2 separate regions of the Sus scrofa genome follow, and region 2 is linked to region 1. The links are chromatin contacts, called in public Hi-C maps. All regions are on one chromosome and are shown on one strand. Each heading gives the region's core, a stretch centred on a gene start, on an enhancer-like site or on the middle of the called end of the contact. The rest is flanking DNA. Distances are from core to core; before and after follow the strand shown.

Evidence for each region. A called contact is a pair of places that touch in the nucleus more often than the background predicts.
Region 2: a Hi-C map of liver shows a contact between it and region 1, with 2.6 times the contacts expected there. The contact joins two enhancer-like sites. A contact is called at or near these places in 3 of 47 Hi-C or Micro-C datasets (liver and skeletal muscle).

Annotation. Positions count from the first base shown.
Region 1 is chr12:9,729,587-9,735,363 of Sscrofa11.1, forward strand. No RefSeq gene overlaps it. Among named protein-coding and RNA genes, the nearest start is that of KCNJ2, 620 kb to the right of the region's middle. Within about 2 kb of position 3,290, at least 1 of the 83 cell types and tissues checked has an H3K27ac peak or open chromatin away from gene starts, as enhancers often do. A contact at or near this core is called in liver, where this site is marked.
Region 2 is chr12:9,805,127-9,810,200 of Sscrofa11.1, forward strand. No RefSeq gene overlaps it. Among named protein-coding and RNA genes, the nearest start is that of KCNJ2, 550 kb to the right of the region's middle. Within about 2 kb of position 1,700, at least 4 of the 83 cell types and tissues checked have an H3K27ac peak or open chromatin away from gene starts, as enhancers often do. A contact at or near this core is called in liver, where this site is marked.

The sequences.
Region 1 (5,777 bases), core at 2,040-4,539:
TGAGGAGCCTGAGCAAGTTACTCTGCTCATATTTGTCTGTTTCCTCATCCGTGCAAGGGGAATAGTAATACTTAAATATCTCCCTCTTTAGGAGTTAACATTTGTCAGTCTCTTGAAACAGTGTCTGTACCACCCTCCACCAGTGTAAACTATGAATCTTATTATAATGCAATGAACTAAGGTGGGGTCTTTTGTTGTTGTCCTGTTTTGTTTTGGCTGTGCCCATGGCACGTTCAAGTTCCCATACTAGGGATTGAACCCACCCCACAGCAGTGACCCAGCTGCTGCCGGGACAACACTGGATCCTTAACCTGCTGCCCCAGAAGAGAACTCCTGAAACAAGTAATCTTAACAATCATCATATTTCACATGAAGAGCTGCATCTCAGTGAGACCAAGTCACATGTGAACTAGTATGCAGAACTGGAATTAAAAGCCCTCGCCTGTTGGGTTTCAAAGCCTAAGTACTCCACTCCAGTACCACATAGAACTTTCTGGACAAACCACAATGGAGATGTCACCAATCTGGGAAGATCACAGCGATTTCTTTATATGTGTGGGTGAAGTGTATAACGCAGGCACCAATCCCTGAGGCTTTACACGTGCAGATTCAGATGCGACTTCTACAGATTTCCCTCAACCTTCTACCTGCTGCATAAAAACAGGACTGCTGCTATTTTCTTATGATGTGAGGGTTAGAAATGGCATCAGCTTTGCAAAGGAACTAATGTCGAAGTTCCTTAAGAGTGGAAAAAAAAGTGCATCCTGTGGACAGACACCCTGGAGAAGGTGGAGACTGTGCCTTCACCAGGGATCTCTGCGCCACTAGAGATTCCATCACGCAGGAGTCAATTGGCCACAAGTGACAGAAGACCCGACTCATAACGGACGAAATATAAAGCACACACGATCTTGTCTTATTCTCGAGAATTCTTGAGAGAGGATGTTTTCAGGGTTTCGTAGTGTAGTAACCCAGGGATATTCATTCAGTAACTCAAGGATTTCCACGCTTTTCCTTTACCGCTCTTGGCACTTTTCGTTTTAGTCCCAGTCTTGTCTTTATACAGTAGTACGATGGTTGGGACGTCAGCCTGATTTGTGGCAGGGCCCTTGACCTCCCTGACTGCCCGCTTAGCCACGTGACTCCTTTCTGACCACTGATGGAAGAAAGTGACAGAGGCAACTTTCAGAAGGAACTGTTCTTGCCATTTTCCTCCGTCCTTCATACCCTCATTGAGGAGAGTAGAATAGCAATCTGTGAGCAGCTCAGGTTCAGGATGGAAGGATATAGGCTATCAGCCCTAAATTGCTAACTGTCACCTAAATGAAAGTGACAATTTCATCTCATTTAAGTAACCACTACTTTGGTTCTCTGCTACTTGCATCTCAGGCGATCTAACGGTAGGGTAGGGTCCTGGGTAGTTTCCCCAATAACCCACATTCAACACGGCAGCTGTAATGATGGCTCAAGTATAAATCGGTCAGTTTTACTGTCCATGGCTGCTGTCGCTTTCATTGCACTGATATATGATGCTTACTTTCTATCATGCCCTACTTCTCTTCTCTGCATTTACCATATGTCAGCAATCTGATTGCTGTCCTGTTTCCCTGGAGGAAAAAACAAGCTACAATAAAAATGTATCCACACTTTAGGGCCTTATGTGTCCTATTCTTTTTCTCTGTCCTCTCTTCCCAAAGGCCTTCTATAGTCACCTTCTTTTAGGGACTTCAGCTACCCTATCCTACATGAGGTCTTTCCTGGCCATCCTTTCGTAACACTGCTTTGTTAGCTCAAGGCTCTTAACAGTATCTGAAATTTTTCTTTTCTAGATATTTGGCTACTTATTTATTATATGCATTTCACTATAGAATGTAAGCTCCAGGAGTTCCGTTGTGGCTCAGCAGTAACGAAACCGACTCGTGTCCATGAGGATGCAGGTTGGATCCCGGCCTTGCTCAGTGGGTTAAGGATCCGGCATGGCTGTGACCTGCTGTGTAGGTTGCAGACACAGCTCGGATCTGGCATTGCTGGGGCTGGGGCGTAGGCCGGCAACTACAGCTCTAATTTGATCTCCAAGCCTGGAACTTCCCTATGCCACTGGTACAGCCCTAAAAAGAGAAAAAAAAAAAAAAAAAAAAAGTAAGCTCCAGAAAAGAAAAGACCTTATATTATATACTTGGTCATATGAGTCTTGTGAAAGCACAGCTTTATGTAGTTTGTATTTTCTCCAGCTTTTAGTGTAATTTTCTGGATCTATTTTCATGCCATTCCATAAGTATTCAGATTGCTTGAGGGTGCCTGTTGGCTGGAGTCTTATTCATAAATGATTTTTGTGTTCCCCCCTTGCATGTGATTAAGATTTCCAATAGACGATGCTTAAGTCACTGTAGTAATCAGAAACTAAGAGAATTTTAAAATAAAATCGTAAAGAAACTTAGAATGATTAGGAGAAAAGCAGCTAGTTGGGAGAATAAACATCCCAAAGGATGTCTAATTTGGTTGAAAATAACCAGGATCTACTGCGTGACGCTGGGAAAAGATTACTGAAGTTCTTGACTCCTGGCTTAATTTGCAGTCTGACCTAAGGGAGGCTGTTAAAGTTCCCATAAGTTGGATGGACACTTTCTAATAAATACCTTGAGAATCTTAAGATACAGCAGTTTTAAGCCAACACGGGAGAACTCTTCTGTATGTTTTCAGTTACCTTTCAAAATTAAAAACAGCTCTGTCTCCAGTGCACTTGTTTTGTTTGAGTGTGAAAACACTCCCAGCAAGTGCCTGCATGAAGGCAAGATAATAACTTGGGAAGTGAGAATTAAAAAAAAAAAAATCACTTTGTCTTTATCTGCATAATGGCAATCTATCAATTGGACTGATTTTTAAAAATCAATCTGGTTATTAACAGAACTTGAAAGTAACATTTCAAAAACGTTTCCTTTTCTTTATCCACTCATTTGACAACTGTTTTGTGTCCACATGCTGTGCGATGGGCAACGTGGAGTTTATAGCTTCAGTATTTGGATGATGAAAGGATAAAGGGATAGAACAAGAAAAGTAGTCCCTTGGAAATTTTGCATGCCTGCATTAAGTCACCCACGTCTATAGATGTTCCCTGCCAGCTTTCTAATGTTTCAAGCCTGTTTTCACTCGATTATTTTTCTCTAAGCAGACTGAACCTTAGAAATCAAATAATGACATACTTCCTAGAAGAAAAAAAAAAAAGTTTCCTCAAATTACTTCAGCGGACTTCCGCTGATGTTTTATTTTCAATAAACCTCGAGGCAAATAGCCACTTTCGAACTTTGCACTTTGCCCTCCGAGTTTCCCAACCTGGCGAAAGATCAATACCAGAGTCAAAAGTGTTAGCAAAAATGAAAATGATATGCACAAATTGTTATTTATACAAGTCTCTGATTTTGTTTACTGAGTTTAATATAAACTTTGTCTTTTGATTAAAAGCAAATGTGCAAGTTCTCTGCAGGGACCTGCTGTTCTAGATGATTATATCTTGGGGGGACGAAAAAGAACTGCAAAGGGCAAGAATTAACGGAGAAAGGCAGATCCCTAGCAGGAATTCCTTCAGTATTAAATAGCAGAAGATAATGACTAGGCTACGTGCGTACATGAACAGAAAAGGGAAAAGATCACTAAAAACAAGGTTTTACTTATTAAGGTCCTCAGAAATAAATCGCATTCAAAACAGTTGGTGTTGTGTAGTCCAATTAATAAAAATGATTGTCATTTTGAATTAGTTATTCTACTTCTTGAAATTTACCACATGAAATAATTTTTTAAAAAAGCACACACAGATAACACCTTTGGTGGTTGTAGCATTTTATTCCTTATTGAAATTGCAATGTTAAAAGTAAAAAAAAAAATTATAGTAAGAAAGTAAACAGTGCTCATATTTAAGTATTTTTAGAAGATAAATCCGCTTAAACTATTTTATAGGTTATTGAATTAACTGAGAAAGTTACCAATGAAATCAGGTATGTGAAAAGAGCAGGGTTATTCCTAAAACTCGATGTCAATGTGAGGGACCATGTGTAAAATTACAAATTACCTATAGATGAATATATACAAATTAATTGGCCTCTTTATCTGGTATTGCATCCATAGACAGTTTTCATTTTTCTTGCAATGTGGTTTTGTTTAAAATTTTTTTCTCAAAGAATAGACATTGCTTTTATAATAGGGCAGTAATGGTTAAAATGGGAGCTAAGCTGTTTACATTTATTTCTAGACACAAAAGGAAAATGTATTGAATTTATCAAGACTTTGTATATTTTATAGTAGACAATAGGCGCATATGGCAATGAATCCCACTCTCTTTTGTTTCCTTCTTCTTTTCAGGGTTGCCCCTATCAAGAGAGTAGACCTTACCTACTACATTAAAAATATCAGTAAATACCCATGATAGATTCGAGTTTGACTCTAAACAGTGCTAGGAATTTAGGAGTTTATAGTTCTTGTCCTCAAGGAGTTTCCTATCTTATGGGTAAAAGAGATTTACTATTTGAAGTGTTCTCAAAATAATCAATGGGGAATTAGTGAGGCCTTAATCAATTGCATTTTCAGTTTCCTGAGTTTATTCCTCTTCTCCTTCGAAGTTAAAACTTAAGAGAGGGGCAGGGTCTTATAGAATTAAATAACAAAAACAAATAAAGTAACACTACAATTAAGTTTATTACACTGTATTTATGAAGCTCAAATTAAGTTCTTTAAAATGCGGACATGAAATATGTGCACTTTCTATTTGACTTTAGATGTTAGGAAATGAAATTAAAACATCTGATTATGTCCTTTAGCACATGTTTAGAAATGTCATTGAAAATAAAATACTGTAGATACTTACAATGCAGCACAACAATGGGAGAAAAAATTATGTATACATGTGTGTGTCACTGGGTCCCCATGCTGCAGAGCGGGGGAAGAAAAAGTATGTTGGGCAAAATAACAATGAAAAATAAATTTAAAAGAAAAGAAAATATTAAATCAAATAAAAGTTCAATCCCAGCCCAGAGCCAGTTTAAGCACAACCCACTATCAAATATTTGGTGATTGATTTGTAGCCAATATAGGAATGTTGTAACCCAGTGCAAAGAAGTCCTTTATAAGTGACTCTTCTGTATTATGCCCTCAGGTCCTATGTTTATACATCCTCTTCATGCATGCTCTAACTTAAAACAAAAAAATAAAGACTAATGAAAAAAATTGAGACAAAATAAAAATTAGTGAAATATGCTCAATATCTGTAAGTAATTAAATATCGCATTGGTTCCTTGGAATTTAGCAGGCAAGAGATCATGTTTCACTCCATTAATGTGTTCTTTTTACTACCCAGTATAGGAAACAAAGAATGGGAACCAGTTCCCAGATTTACATTTTGATAAACTCATAGCATCCTTTCGAGTAAGATAGTCTTCCATCATCAATTTTTTTTTTTAATCCAAGAGTGCATCTTAATGATGCCAAAAGAAATTTAACTTGCACCTGAAATAGAAACAACTGGTTGACTGATCAGTTTTATCACTAGCGTAGAACAAAGAATGCTTGCCCTCTGACAATTTCAGAATAAGCTATCACAGTGTTCCTTTGCATGGGACTTCACAGGAAATGATAGTAAGATACTTAGCAATCTACTAGAAGGAGATAAGTGTCTTTATTAGCTTAGTTGTCATATTTTACTTTCAGTTTACATATACGTAGGCAAGTTTTACTGCCCAGTATCTTAATGATAAGAAAAAAAAAAAAAAGAGAAAGTTTCACTGTTTCTA
Region 2 (5,074 bases), core at 450-2,949, 74 kb after region 1:
ACAAAAAAAACCCCTTAAAACATCAATTTGGCTAACAAAGAAGCCATGAATACCTCCTCCTTTTGCAAACCAGAGCAAGAGAGGTGCTCAACGCACAGCAGGAATGTGAACAAGAAAGTCCCCCGAGGCAACATCCCTCTCAGCCAGGGATTCCCCAAGTTTGAGTCTGCTGTGTGCCAAGCAGTTTCAAACGCCTACCAAAAGAGCAGGTGAAAATGTGGTTATAATCTATGTGATGACAGTTTCTCATACTTTATGAAGAGAACAGAGCCACTTATGCACATCTGCTCTACCCTGGATGGTGTTTGCTCTGTATGAGAACCTGGCACCGTTTCTAAATGCACCACAATATGTGTAAAGATCCTTCTTGCTTTTCTCTTCAATAACATAGCTATAATCACAAAAAGAATACACATTTAATGAAGAGATCTTGGAAAAAACTAAAAAGCATGGGGCAAAAATAAACAGCCCATAATACTGTCAAAATGTTGTACTTTTTCTCTATTCTTTCTTTCTCTTTATGCAGGAGCTTAAATAGACAACACCTAAAAAATGAAGTTGTCATTTCTGCTGTGGTACCACATTCTGTTACTTATTCTTCTGAGTTCCGTGGTTATCATTTAGTCACTAAATATCATCTACTGGGTCTCTGGTTCTGATTCTGGCATGGAACCTTGTTAAAACACACATTACTGGACTCTAAACCTAGGGTTCAGTAAGTCTAAGCAAGGGACCCTCGAATTTGCATACTGACAAATTCCCAAGTGGTGTGGATATTGTTGATTCAGTGACCATATTTTGAAAATCATGAATGTATATAGAAGAATATTAGCTGACATCGGAATGTATTTTATATTCATGTTATCTTTTTCACTTCCCATTATTATTTCCTTACTTATTTTAAAATTATGTCTACTCGGCACATTTGGAGGGTTGCAGGACTATACGCGGTCTTTAGTTAGCAGGGGAAGAAGGGCTCCTGTTCAGAAAATCTAAGAACAAAATATTTTTGCCTCAACTCTATGAATATTTCTGGTAATCATGACATTGAAATCATTGAGATAATTTGGGTCAAAATGTCAACAAACTTTGCATGGGGCAACGGAAATTCTATGTGTGATGGTATCTTTCAAAAAATCCTTTTTGGAGTTCCCGTCGTGGCTCAGTGGTTAACGAATACAACTAGGAACCATGAGGTTGCAGGTTCGGTCCCTGCCCTTGCTCAGTGGGTTAACGATCCGGCATTGCCGTGGGCTGTGGTGTAGGTTGCAGACGCGGCTCGGATCCCGCGTTGCTGTGGCTCTGGCGTAGGCCGGTGGCTACAGCTCCGATTGGACCCCTAGCCTGGGAACTTCCATATGCCGCGGGAGCGGCCCAAGAAATAGCAAAAAGACAAAAAAAAAAAAAAACCCTTTTAACTAAAATTTTTTTATAGTACATGTTTTCCAGGTAGTTCTTAAAACAGTTTTTGTTGTTTTGTTTTGTTTTTTTAATTGAACCTTTTAAAAAAAAAAAAAATGGACTAACTGAAAGGGCTGGCTGGCAGCCTTGGAATGTAGGAAATCCAAGCTGTTCTGGTTGCACAATCCAAATGTAAACAGCCTTTCTTGTCATTTGTTGGCATACTGTTTGGGACACCGGGTTATTTCACTTTATTGAAATTTCTCTCATGAAAAATGCATGGAACAGCCTTCAGTTCTGCCAAACCCTCGTGTATTTACCTCACTGGGTGCAGTAAAGATTTGTGTGTAAACATATGGACAACCCTGGTACTGCCCGAATCAAGCATAGAACGAGCATTATTCTAACAGCCCATAGGAAAAAAGTGTCGCATAGATAAACTGTGCACTGGCATCCACTTTCGTCCTAAACCCTTTCCAGAACATTCCTGCTGACCTGTGCTCCTGTGACAAGAAACTCTTCTGTGGGTTGAAATCCTGGACTGGAGAAAGGGAGATTTTTTATGGTCATAGGTACAGGGACCTCTTCCCCAAACCCCAAATTGAGAACAAGGTATTCATAAGCTAATCTATCGACTGTGAATTTATCAATAGGATGTGCCTTAGGACATCATAAATAGTAAATCCAGTTTGGTTAGCTACTTAGAATAATCACCTTTACTGAATAAAATAATTATGTGAAATGAAAACTAAATCATGAGAGCCATAGCATAGCAGATACCATGATGGCAGGTAGAACTTCTAAAATTTTGCAGCCAGAACCAGTTGGTTAAAGTAGTAAAAATGTACAGCTGTGGTTCTAGGGCCTCAGCACAGAGGGGATACGGCGAGCCAACCAAAATGCCGCCAAGTATGTAAATACATATGTCAAGTTTTAATTAATATAGATGCCCAGCTTCTAAACTGTGCGATTTGAGGCCCCATCCTCTCTCACCTATCTTCAGTTCACTTTGACAAGCCCCACATAGGTCTATTCTGTGGCTTCTCGTGATGCACATTAGGAAGTCTTATCCCACACGTGTTGAGAGTGCCACCAGATCTGGATTCAGAAAGACCCTGGTCCAGACTGGCGTGAGGCGACAGTATTCTGTCCGGCCTCCCGGGCTGCTGCATGGTTTTCGTCTGTGCCAGCTCCCAGAGCTCTGCCTCACTGCCCAGAGCCAGCAGCCGTGTCTCCTGGCTGAAGGTCTGTCCACACACTATGTCAGTGCTTTTAAGACAGTGTCCCTGGAGGAGCAGCTTTGCTTGGAAACTTGTTAAAAATAATAAAAATTCTTGAGACCCACACCTATGAAATGAGAAACTCTGTTTTACCGAGGCCTCTGGGTGTTTCTGATGCTCCTGACCTTTCAGAGTCAGTGGGCTATAGACACCGACTTTGTGGACAAGGAGAGTCTCCATTGCTTAGGATTTCACAGCAATGGAGACTCCTGACAACTCTTGGTATGTGTGTCATCCTGAGAGGGTTTTTTGTTTGTTTGTTTTTTTCTTGTTTTGGGGGGTTTTTTTTTGGCTAATCCCACAGCATGCAGAAGTTCCCAGGCCAGGGATCAAACCCATGTCTCAGCAGTGACAGCACCAGATCCTTAACTGCTAGGCCACCAGGGAACTCTGATTTTTAAATTTTCATCTGTTTATTTTTTGTCTCTTTGTGGGACTGACTCTTTCTTAGCCATCCTTCCTTCTTCATCTCACTTCCCTAATTCCCCACTGGTGTTTCCCAGGGAAAACTCTTTTAAAAACGTGCATTCTACTATAATGTTCTATATCAATCAAACCGCCAAACACAAACAAAACAGTTTTATATTAATCCTCTGCTTCTGGAGAAATCAGCTAAAGACATATTATAAGCTACTATCTCTCTCAAATTAACAATTCTTTTGTTCCCTCAGTGTCCTTTTATGAGAAATACAGGTAATAAATACCTACTGCTCATGGTTGCACGTATATTAGTTAAGATGAGGCAGTCACGGAGTTCCCTGGTGGCATACTGGTTAAGGACTTGGCATTGTCACTGCTGTGGTTTAGGTTCGATCCCTGGCCCAGAAATTTCTGTATGCCTAGGGTGGCCTCTCCCCCCCAAAAAAGATAAGACAGGAGTTCCCACCGTGGTACAACAGTATCAATGGCATCTCTGCAGCACCAGGACACAGGTTCGATTCTGCACAGCACAGTAGGTTAAAGCATCTAGTGTTGCCGCAGCTGTGGCATAGAATCTGATCCCTGGCCAAGGAACTCCATATGCCTTGGGGTGGCGAAAAAATTAAAATTAATAAAAAGAAAGAAAGAAAGATAAGGCATCCACCTGGGGGGGCATGGTTAGCACTCACTGAGATATCCTTCTCACCGCCCCCCCGTTTCTTCTCTCATATACTCTGCTTTCCCTTTGCTGGTGTTATTGTTATTCATTCAATTATAATCATCATCACATCATCACCCACATAACATTTATAAACAGTACTTTAGAATGAAGATCCATAAATATAATGTAAGTTGGAAATCATTTCATGATAACAATAAAGGTATAGGAATAAAGCCCACTTGGATACAGAAGTGAAACTGCTAGCATGCTGCTGAGCAAGTAAGACAACAAGTGCATCTGATATCCAGAAAGAAGCCTGGGCTCATCCGGAGAGCATGCTGCTCTGGACCATCCCCCACATCCCCCAGCTCACAGAATACCCGACTTGGGCAAGGTCACCCTGAGACTGTGATGAAAGAGACAAAACAAGGCCACGTCACGCTAGATCATTTGGTCTAAGCACAGAATAAAAAAAAGTCCTGCTAGTGCCACCCACCAAATACGAATGCCACTCTCTCTTGGCTAAAAAGGGGGATGGATATTTGACCACCTAGAGCTTTATCCTCATCTAGTGTCCCCTCGGTCGGTATAGGCAAGATTTATTAAGATAATCATAGAATGGTCCTGCTTGATCCAACGTAGAGCCACCTCTGGCTTTCTTACCCTTCATTAAATCACCCAACTAAAGCCCAATTCTTAGAACAGGTTCTTTCTAACAGCGTCTAACTGAAACACCCCCCGGGTTGTTCATGGTACATGGCCTTCTCTTCTGCGACGAACAATAAGCCCGAATTGTTTAACTACAGCTGTGTTTTTGGTGGTGTTTGTCTGAAGGGTATTGGCACCGCTACAAAGAATATAAAGGAAGCAATGTTTTCATCCAGAAACCTGGTCATGGAGGAGATGTCATAAAAAGACACAGGGGAATCGGTAGAGCTTTCAGTTGGAGTTTTGTTGTGGCTGTTGTTTATTTGCTTGTGGTGACCCTCGTCTTATTTATTGTCCAGGCTCTTCCTCCCAGTGTGTTGGAAGACTTTACAATCAGCATTGTTCTTGTTACAATAACAAAATTTTCAATAACACACAGGGCCCTTCATATTATACACGTGATGCTATTCAGACAACACCTCCTTCTCCTCTCTGGTGAAAAAATGAAAAAATGAGAAAGTATAAAGCAGGGCAATGATTCCCAGGAAGGGATAATCTGTGTGGCATGACAAAAATATGTGGATGACAGATAATTAATAATATGACAAACCCATATGCTTGTTTCAAAATGAATGAGGCAGATAAGTCCTATAGGGGGTCAGAA